Linked DNA regions of Zea mays: region 1 is linked to region 2. A link is a contact called in public Hi-C data. All regions are on one chromosome and are shown on one strand. The core of a region is the stretch at or near the end of the contact, and the rest is flanking DNA. Distances in the headings are between cores, read along the strand shown. Region 1 holds the start of LOC103634327. Region 2 has its middle 4.9 kb from the start of LOC103633272.

What was found. Hi-C and Micro-C count contacts between places; a contact is called where the count stands out from the background.
Region 1: a Hi-C map of leaf shows a contact between it and region 2, with 7 times the contacts expected there. The contact joins the promoter of LOC103634327 here to the enhancer-like site in region 2. A contact is called at or near these places in 9 of 25 Hi-C or Micro-C datasets (bundle sheath, ear, endosperm and 2 more) and 1 of 3 datasets of contacts at active chromatin or transcription factors (leaf).

The regions. Positions count from the first base shown.
Region 1 is chr7:164,722,317-164,727,113 of Zm-B73-REFERENCE-NAM-5.0, forward strand. LOC103634327 reads right to left here and starts at 1,364. Exons shown (of 9, transcript XM_020541732.2): 1 at 1,350-1,364; 2 at 1-201. The coding sequence starts at 1,364. It overlaps LOC103633275 (BTB/POZ domain-containing protein At3g22104), which reads left to right and starts at 2,835. Exons shown (of 3, transcript XM_008654972.4): 1 at 2,835-3,390. The coding sequence starts at 2,866.
Region 2 is chr7:164,682,958-164,687,471 of Zm-B73-REFERENCE-NAM-5.0, forward strand. No RefSeq gene overlaps it. Among protein-coding and RNA genes, the nearest start is that of LOC103633272, 4.9 kb to the right of the region's middle. Within about 2 kb of position 2,189, at least 20 of the 20 cell types and tissues checked have an H3K27ac peak or open chromatin away from gene starts, as enhancers often do. A contact at or near this core is called in bundle sheath, ear, endosperm and 2 more, where this site is marked.

The DNA of each region.
Region 1 (4,797 bases), core at 114-2,613, 39 kb after region 2:
CACGGCACGCATCAGAGACAGGGAGGAGCCTGCTGGAGCTGCTATCTCCTTCGTTTCCGGCTTCCGGCCCCGAGTACGTACACCGACGGCCAACGCCTCGTTTAGGCATGCGGTGCAGCACACCACCAGCACCAAGCGTGGCCTGACCAGCTGGTTGTTTGCCACCGCTCGCTGCAGCCTGGCTGCCTGGTCCCTCCCTCCCTGCATGCATGCACAGCACAGCACAGTCCAGTCCACACTCCACAGAGAGGTGTTTGTGGAGACCAGCACGCAGCAGCAGCAGCAGCTATCCCTTTTCTACACTTTTCAACATGAATGATGGTTTGCGCCTCGTGGTGGCCTTTGCAGACAAAGGAGATTGGGAGGAGAAAAGGCCAGAGTCTGTTTGTCACGGACTAGGTGACGAGCATATTCTTCTCCATCCTGCTGGCTGCTGCGGTGCGCTGCTGCCACTCCTCGCCTGTTGATTCAATTCACCGGTGAACGCACACACACACAGAGAGAGAGAGAACACCAGCAGTTCGTTCGGTTTCATTCAAACGCACAAGAGCCCTTAATTTGCCACCACTCCGCGTCTCATCTATAGTAGGGGGGGGGGGTTAGGAATAAGACTGGGTTAGATACAATCAAACAGACGTGGACTAGTGCCCTGCGTTTTAAGATGAACTTAACACCATGCTACGCCATGAGAGAGAGAGAAGCATTTGCAAGTAAGCGGCGTGGGTAGATCGATCACCCGTGTGGTGTGGGCCGGATGAGGCGCGGCCGACGGTGGGAGGGACACTCTGCACTGCGCTGGACAGTGGACACTGTGCTCAGCATCCTTTATTTAATCTTTGTTTTAGCTTCTCGGAGAGCATCCAAAAAGGCCGAGGAAGAAACAAAGCCCCGCGGCCTAAAAAGGCACTCGAGTGCCCATGGACCATGCAATGCAATGCAATGCATGCACTTTTCTTTTTTTCTTTATACTAGTACATGTATGTAATGAACCCCATGCACATCAGGGCTGTCAGAGTTGTCCCTCTGTAAACACTTGACGCTTTACAGTCAGTACGTAGTATGGGCTAATTTACAGTTTATGCAAGTCAACCGTTCGACTGCCTCCTGTCATGCCGTTTACCCCGCATGTCTGAAGATGTTTAGCGGCGGCCCACGAGGGGAGAGAGGTCCTGTCCTCACTCCGCTACAAGACAAGCCCACGAATCTGAGACCCCCTCCCCACTCCCCTCGCTGCACGGCCCGCTGTTGCCCCGCCTTTATTATCCGTTTGTGTGGGATTGGGGATGGGAACACAAACATAGCGCAGTGGGAACGGGCGGCAGGGCATCGTCTCGTGCTTGTGTACGCACCAGATCAGCAGCCATTGGGCGGCGGCCAACCGAATCCATAACCAACAGCGGCCACTGCCAAATGGCACGTGGACCGCAGTGGGAACGGCTGGGTCACGAGGACCGTAACCGTATAGCACTATCCGTGTAGTTGTAGCACTAGCGCTACTATGTAATTGTAGCACATGCCAGCGTCACGATGCTCGGTTTTATGTTACACTACAATATGTACGTGAGCCAATTGTCCGGGCGTTTACTGCCACCGGCCGGGCCCCCCCTCATCCGGCAGTCTTCCAGTGTCGAGTCGAATCAGGTTAAAAAATTTGCTCACGATTCTCTAAAGATGACACATCCATCAGAACACCACTCCAGTAGCACTGCCAACTCTTAAATATGGGCCGCTGCAACTGAGAAACGACCTCTGCCTGCACGCAAACGAATTTCCGTAGCGATCGATCCCTGTCGCGGAGAAATCGGGAACGTTCTGCCATCTCCGTCCCCGTTTAGCCATCCGAGAATACAATTTCTCCATTTATATCCTCGCGCCATTATCTAATTGAGAAATTTCCAGCGAAGAATCAGGGATCAGTTTCTCATTGCCATCTCTATTCATGACGTAACATACGAGGTAAGATTACAATGCGTCATTGGCAATTACTACGGGTGATCCCAGTCCTCACTATCCGAACGCGCAGGATATTGTACAGCACGTGTCGAGATTACATATCGATCATGATAATCTTCCTTGTTTAACAATAAATACGGGTAATGTTCTTCAGTTTCATAAGTTCATAATATCTTGTGCGTGATTTGACGCCCGCAAAAAAATATCTGCCGTGTCTGTGCGCATTTTTTTTTGACAAGGAACGCCTTCCGTCAACATTAGGAAACATCCCCACGAAGGATGACTACTCGAGCTTTCAACTTGTTCTCTTTTTTTTTAGTTTCTGTAGTATTTGTTTTTTTTTCTAGTTTGCATTAGTACATGACCCATTTGTGCATTTTAAAGCACCTTGGAACACTTGCTGTTAGTTGTAACGGTAAATAAATCAACGTAGTAGGTGCGGATGCGGCCTCATGCATCTTTGGAAGATGATCTGGAGTTTTGTCCTTATTACCTCCAGAAAGTTGGAAAAGAGACAGGCGCACTTGCGATGCGCTGTTTTGTAGTAGCATATTGAACCAGGAATTTTTTTCTCGTTTTGAAGAAAGATAAGGTTTGTTTGGCTGTAACTAAGTCAAATAACCTGTTACGTAGGCTGAAGGAGGGTTTGTCTCTGCTGTCTACAAATATTAAGGTCAATTATCTAGACTATTGCAGTTGTAATATATAGAGCCAAAACACTGTAAAAATAATAAAAATCGATACGAATTAAAGCCAAACAAACATGCTATAAATATTCATTCTGACGGTACTATGAATCCAAACAGAGCCAGGTTTTCAAATCCTTGTCGTCTTAAACCAGCAACCCAAGCGAAAGTAGTAAAGAACATGATCTCGTGTGGGAGGATCAGACAATCTCGATGTCACGTGGAAATGACCAACTCAGATGCTCTTTGCTTGCAATCTCAGTCGACGCATAAACAACGCATTTCTGCCTATACCTGTCTGCTGCTGCTGGTGCTATCTCTTTCAGGGATCCAGTCTTCTTCATCAACACCAAACCCATCGGGTATTCCTGTAACAAATCCAAAAACCACCTCCATTCTTCTCTCTCCCACCATCTTTTTGTTGCCCATATCTTTGGTGCAGGGAAAGGACTCCCGCAGCAGCACAGGCAGGCATAGCCGCATAGCACCCGAGTGGCCAGGCCAGGCACACACTACAGCTACAGTATATGATACGTGCGAGTGCAAAGGGCAGGGCAGAGAAAAATCAGGAACCAGCCTTACATATTCCCCAAAGCTCCCCCCCTCCCTGCAAAGCTCCACACTCGCAGTACTCGCAGCACGGCAGAGGGTGTCAGTCAGGGCGCGAGCAGGAGCAGCTCAGGATCCACCAACTTCGTTTGGCCCCGCCCGTCGCCGTCTGAGCCGAGCCATTGACTGCTCAGAGCATCAGGTGCGCTTGGGCGTCTAGCCATTTGGCGGCTTGGGCTTTCTGCGTGGGTGCCGCATCCCGCCGCCCCCCCCCTGCTTCCATCCCCATCGCCGCAGCCTTTTTTTTTTTTTTTGCCTCGCTTCGTCGCCATGTTGCTTTAAAGTTCAAATTGCTCGCGGGATCGGGAGGGGAGGAAGGAACGACGAGTCTAAGTTGCGCTTGCGCCGGAAAGATGAGCCGTGTCGGTGTCGTCCTTGAGGTGGATGTGAACGGCGAGGAGCTCTTCTTCGTTGATAAGGTGCGCTGCGCTGCGGCCTGCGGCTCTCTCTCTCCTGCCCCATGTTCATGTTCTTTGCTTGCTCCTCCGCCATGGATTAGGCTAGGCTAGGCCATCAAGGTCTAGGTCCCTTCTTGCTCTGCTCTGGTGCTCATGTTTCTCTCCATACACCACGACGACGACGATGGTGTCGATGTTTTTTGTTGTTGTTGTTGTTGTACTCTTTCCCCAGATTGGCAGCTTGCTGTCCACAGCCTAGCGGCTCTGTTTTGGATGGACTCACTGTTGTGTACTGTCTAGCCGCTTGTTTCTTGTGGACGTCTAGGCCTTGTGGACGAGTGAAGTGAAGCCTGCCATATCCTGTTGGAATCGAACCTGCTTCGATTCTTCCCTCTTGTAGTTACCTCCAGATAGCCCCCAATTTTTTTTTTGGCACCACCTACCTTGGCATCGTCTTCCCCAATTCGGTCGCGTCCAACCCTTCCTTTCAGGCCTTTCCGAATGTTTTGCCCTTGATTTGTACTCCGTCGCAGGTTTAGGAGCCGTGTCCGGCTTGTCACATCCCGGTGGTTTCACGCCCGTCTCTGACCGAGTGACTGCTAGCTAGTTCCTGATCCTTCGATAGCTTGTTTGTCACACGCCAATGGAGTCGCCCTGTTTCCACTCATTATGCTCACCTGCAACTCTGCTTCCGCATCATTAGTGTCTACGTACTACTCAGATTAATCCTGCACTTCTTTTTTCGTTCTGTTCCCCTAGAAATTTACTGTCTGGCTGTTGTTTCTCAGAGGAAGAGCACGTCGCAACCTTCCATTTTTTACGCTCAGTTGCAGAGTGCTCCGCTGCAGAGCACACAGTGAAGCTGTGTCCGTTTCCCCATCACTGTCATCAATGAGGTCGCCTCGCCATGCCTGGTCCTCCTCTTCTTATTAATGGCGTAACTGTACCGCGCATATCCCGCACCTGCTAATGTTCTTCTTCGTCCCTCCCGCTCCATTCCTCCACTGCTGGGCGTTAACGGAGTAACAGCTACACCTCATCTTCTTCGCCCTTTTCTATGCGAGCTTTAATGCCCGTTTGGTGGCTACGACTACTGTACGTACTCGTTTATTGCCACTAGCTTCTTCCCCCATTGAAAAAGCTTTATTACT
Region 2 (4,514 bases), core at 939-3,438:
ACTATAATTAGATATCATACTAGAAATTAATATCGATATATTAAAATTTATTACTGGTGATACTGAAGTGTAAATCATTACTGTTGTCGTTTATGTAACGTTTCGTGAACCGACGGCAGCTAAAAGCCTTTGGATCCGTCGTATCTAAGAAAGGAACGCGATGGAAAAACACATGCTGGTTTTCGTTCAGTGAATAAAGGGCTAGCTGCACTGACTGTCCACCAGGCAACTGGAAAATTTTAGGTCCAATCAAGCTGAAAACGAGGGTGACGAGACACCCACATGGTACGAATACGATAAACATGAGTTGCATTGCATCTGAAATCATCCTTCTGAACCGGTTACATAGTACCGCCAATTGGAGGCGGTGTTCAGTCTGAACTCCACCATGTGCATGCCAATCTGACCTTGTCGTGTTTGCAAGGTACCTTGGCCCTTTATTTTGGGGTCCCTGAACAAAGCAAAGCAAAGCAAGTGTTGCCGGTGCTTTACAATTTTGTCAGGTCGTTTTTCTTCCCCGTTTGTTTAGGGTCTTTATCTAAGCGGCATGCACATGCATATCGTTAGTTCAACAGCTCACCAGCTGGAGTCACAGGACCGCAGCTGCCTTTGGTGTGTTTGGTTGTGGGACAGCTAGGACGGGATCATCCCCTGACATCCTCTGTCGTCCCTCCAATTTTAAGGGATAACAGGGGACAACACTAGATAGTACTGTCTCAACCCTTGACCCAGAACCAAACAACCTAATTTGAGGGATCGTCCCATCCCGTCCTGTCATTGCAACCAAACGTAGTTAGTCCATGTTTTAAGTCACCAGTTTTCAAGAAACCAGTTTTATCTTTTAGTTAAGAAAGACCAGCTTCTTGGAGTTTATGTAACTGAAATCTAATTTCTATAAACTGTGTTATAAACTGGTATGTTTGGACCAGCTCAATTTATATAAACCGATTTTTTAAAAACTGGATGCATCCAAACAAGGTCTAGTTAGCATATTGGCTAACTACTTGTACAGAAACCTGAAACAGAGTTGTCGTCTTTGTTGGTTTTTCCAGAGTCCAATGATGAGGAAAATGGGTGGGTGGTTGGGGGAATGAACACGTTTTATTAATCTAATAGTAGTAGCTGTTTACAGGCGCGCAAGATGCAACGAACACCATTAGTAGCGTCCGCATCTCAGTGCGCTCGACCGATGAAGCAAAGCAAAGCAAAGAGCGAGGGACTGCTGGTGATAGACCACTGAAGTCTGAGGAGCACGACGACGGAGAGGAAGTCGTAGTGTAGTGCTCGTCCACACCACGCTCATCATTAGCCACCTTTTCGCCTCGCCCCGTCACGGCGGCCTTGGCTGGCCTCTCCAAAGAAGGCGCGTGGCGAGGGAGAGACCACGGAACCAAAGCCGAGGCGAATCACTCGCTGCCGATGCCGATTGATCTGTCTCGAACGGGTTCAGCTCAAATCCCAGCCAGGCACATGCATAGACATAGCAGGCAGCAGAATCAGCCGGTGAGATGGGTATCCTTGCGAAAACGAGAGGCGTGCGTCGTCCTCTTTCCGCAGCCGGCCGGGTCCTCTTCAACGCCCTTTTCAGGTAGGCAGGCTCGGCTCGGCTCGGGCCCTTTTTCCGTTTGAGATCGTCGCAGGAAGATATGATATGATACGATCCCGTAGTCTGCCACTACTGAGCTATCATAGATAGGAGTAGTAGTATAGGACGCCCGCCGTCCGCCGGCATGTGCAGTGGCACAGCTGCAGGAGGTTGGTTTGTGAAGCTGAACGTACCTGGACTCACTGGAGACGATGGTCAACCGCAGGTTACTTCGCTTGCAGTTGCAGTTGCAGTTGCAGCTGCAGAGGATGAGAGGACGGCGACGAGGCGCTGAGCAGCATCCGGGAGCTGGCGAGCTGCAGCCTCGTGGTCACGGCAGTGGCAGTGCCCCCTGCAGGATTCCCATGACTCCTAGCTCCAGTAATCCTAGTGGGGCTGGCTGAATCTTGCTAGTCCTGTCTTGAAGCTCCGGCAGCAGCATGATCCATCAGTGTCCTTGGCGACGAAAAATGCACGCATGCAAATCTCCTGTTGGTGGGCCGGGCCGACTGGGCAACGAGAAGCCAGCCAGGCCAGACGATAAGTAAGAGGAGGAACAGCGGGCGGGCTTTGGTAATGCACGGGGCAGGCAGCCCATAAAGGATTGAAAGTAGGAATACACATTGCACCAAGATGGGCCTAATTCTTGCCTAAACGACTAATGTGGCCTAGCTAGTGCCAGCTTCCTTTTCCTTGCTCTAACGACTAGTGACAAAGCATGCGGACGACGCATGCTGCTGCCGCCGCCGCCGCCGCCGCCGCCGCCGCTGCCGAGCTGCGTGACATTTGGCGTTTGACTGACCTGAGGAGCGGCCGGCACAGTCGCACAAACCAACGCGTTTGATTTCTAGTATCATTCTGGACTGATTTTTCATTAATGTAACCAACTTTTCTGGAGATAAGTTTTCTGCTTTGAGATAAAAAAAAAGATATGCTATATATACTAGTCATTAAATTCAGTAGCTCATCACTGATTGTTGCAATGCAAATTTTAAATATAAATGAGTAAACATGAGATTAAGAAGGAGAACGTCGGTTTGAGCTTATTTGAACAATCGGTCAGGGATCGATCGATCTAGGTGGTGTTTGTTTGTGCTTATTTCCACCTTTTGGCCGTCAGAAGCTGATGCGAGCTGACAAACAGTTCGGTTTTCAATCCGTTTTTGTGAGAATCGTTTTGGTGAAAATTATACTAAATCAACGTGAATATATAATCAGTCGAGTCGTCGTGTTAGTAGTAATTCACCACTTTCTAGATCCTAAATCCTATAGATCTGTTTATCTTCCTTCGTATATAATCTCTACGATACTCAAATTCTCTCTACAGCTGATTCTTAGAATAGTTTGTCAGAAAAAAAAGGCTAAAACAAACAGGCCTCTAGATATCTTGCGCCATGAGCTTATTCGAACCCTGGCACCGACCATCTTGGGCCTCCCCCACATACAGGCCCTCAAGGTTCATGTCAACCGGCCAGTGAAAAGCATATGCCACACCTGCGAAACTTTAAGATCGGATAGATTACATCCGTGGGTCAAATTCTTCACATGGGTACCCGTTGGATTTCAGATTTACGGATTAAAATTGTCATTACCGAGAACCCATTGGCAGTCACCGCTCTGTCTGGATCTCGAGTTCCTATGCCCGTCTATCTGCATGGGCATGGCGCGGACGGGCCACTTTATTTACGTCACCTGCAATGCAAGCTTGCGATGAGAATCTCAAAGCCACTACCCGCCGCTACGGTGCAGCTACTTGTACGGCCAGGGCCAGCCAATACATACAAGGTCCGACGGCTGCAGCTCCGACGGTTTGCCCATCCTTCTTGACCCTTGTCGTGTTCCTTTCTTTCTGCTCCACTGCTCCAAACTTTGGGAAGAACGTACGTACGGCCAGGCCACACGGGCCACCCTAGCTAGGGAAGACATGCAGCATGTTTAAATTTGATTTTGCTCCCTTCACAAGCAAGCAAGCAATATCGGTCCCTTCTTTTTTTGGGTCCTCCAACCATGCAAAAGCTGTCGTCCCCCTAGCTTAGGATGCTTGCTACTCCGTGATATACCTTGATTAATTAGCTATCGTAATTAACCATCCAGTGTGAGCCTGACGACCATGACGTAAATAAGTGGTCTAATAAGTGATTTGACATGAGTGTGCTAGCTAGCTCCAAGGAACTGCATAATTGTCTCTCTAATGAAAAAAAAAATCCTACTACTCTGATTGATTTGGCTCCGCCACGACGTCATGCGTGCGGTCAGGGGCGGATTTACGACCGGGGCTGCCTGGCTGCAGCCCCGGTCGCGGCCCAGTAACGCGAGCAATAGGTCCATAGCGATTTTGTGCCCAGCTCTGCCTCGTGCTGCGATTTCGTGCCCACTGTCCAGCCTCGCGCGGCCGCGCCTAACCTAATCCAGCCGCCGCCTGCTAGGTCGCCAGCCGTGGAAGACTCGCGGCACCGCGCGTCCGCGCCACCGCCCAGGCGCTCACGGCCCGACGCCCGCAGCACGCAGCGGCGCAGGCACGCAGCGTTGCTTGCCTAGTCGCTGGAGGCCAAAGCTGCCGTCCGCTGAACCGGACCGCCGGATGAGCGGAGCCCACAGGACACCCCTGGCCGTAAATCCGCCCCTGGCCGCAGCGACGCTCGCCCCGCCCGCGCCTGGACCCGGAGCACCGCCGAGGCCCGGAGCACCGCGGCCACAGGCCACCGCCGTTGTCCAGCCGAGCAACCGTGAGCCGAGCAGAGCAGGGGTTTGTGATTTGAAGTTTGATTTGAATTTGATTATTTATTTGATAGTAATTTCGTGTTTAATTATAGGAATAAGATGAACATGATGTTTAATTATTGCTTGATGTTTTCGATGTGCATGGGCAGTGGCGGATCCAGGGGTTTAATTATTTTTTTTGTTTGATTTAAATTTTTTTGTTATAGTC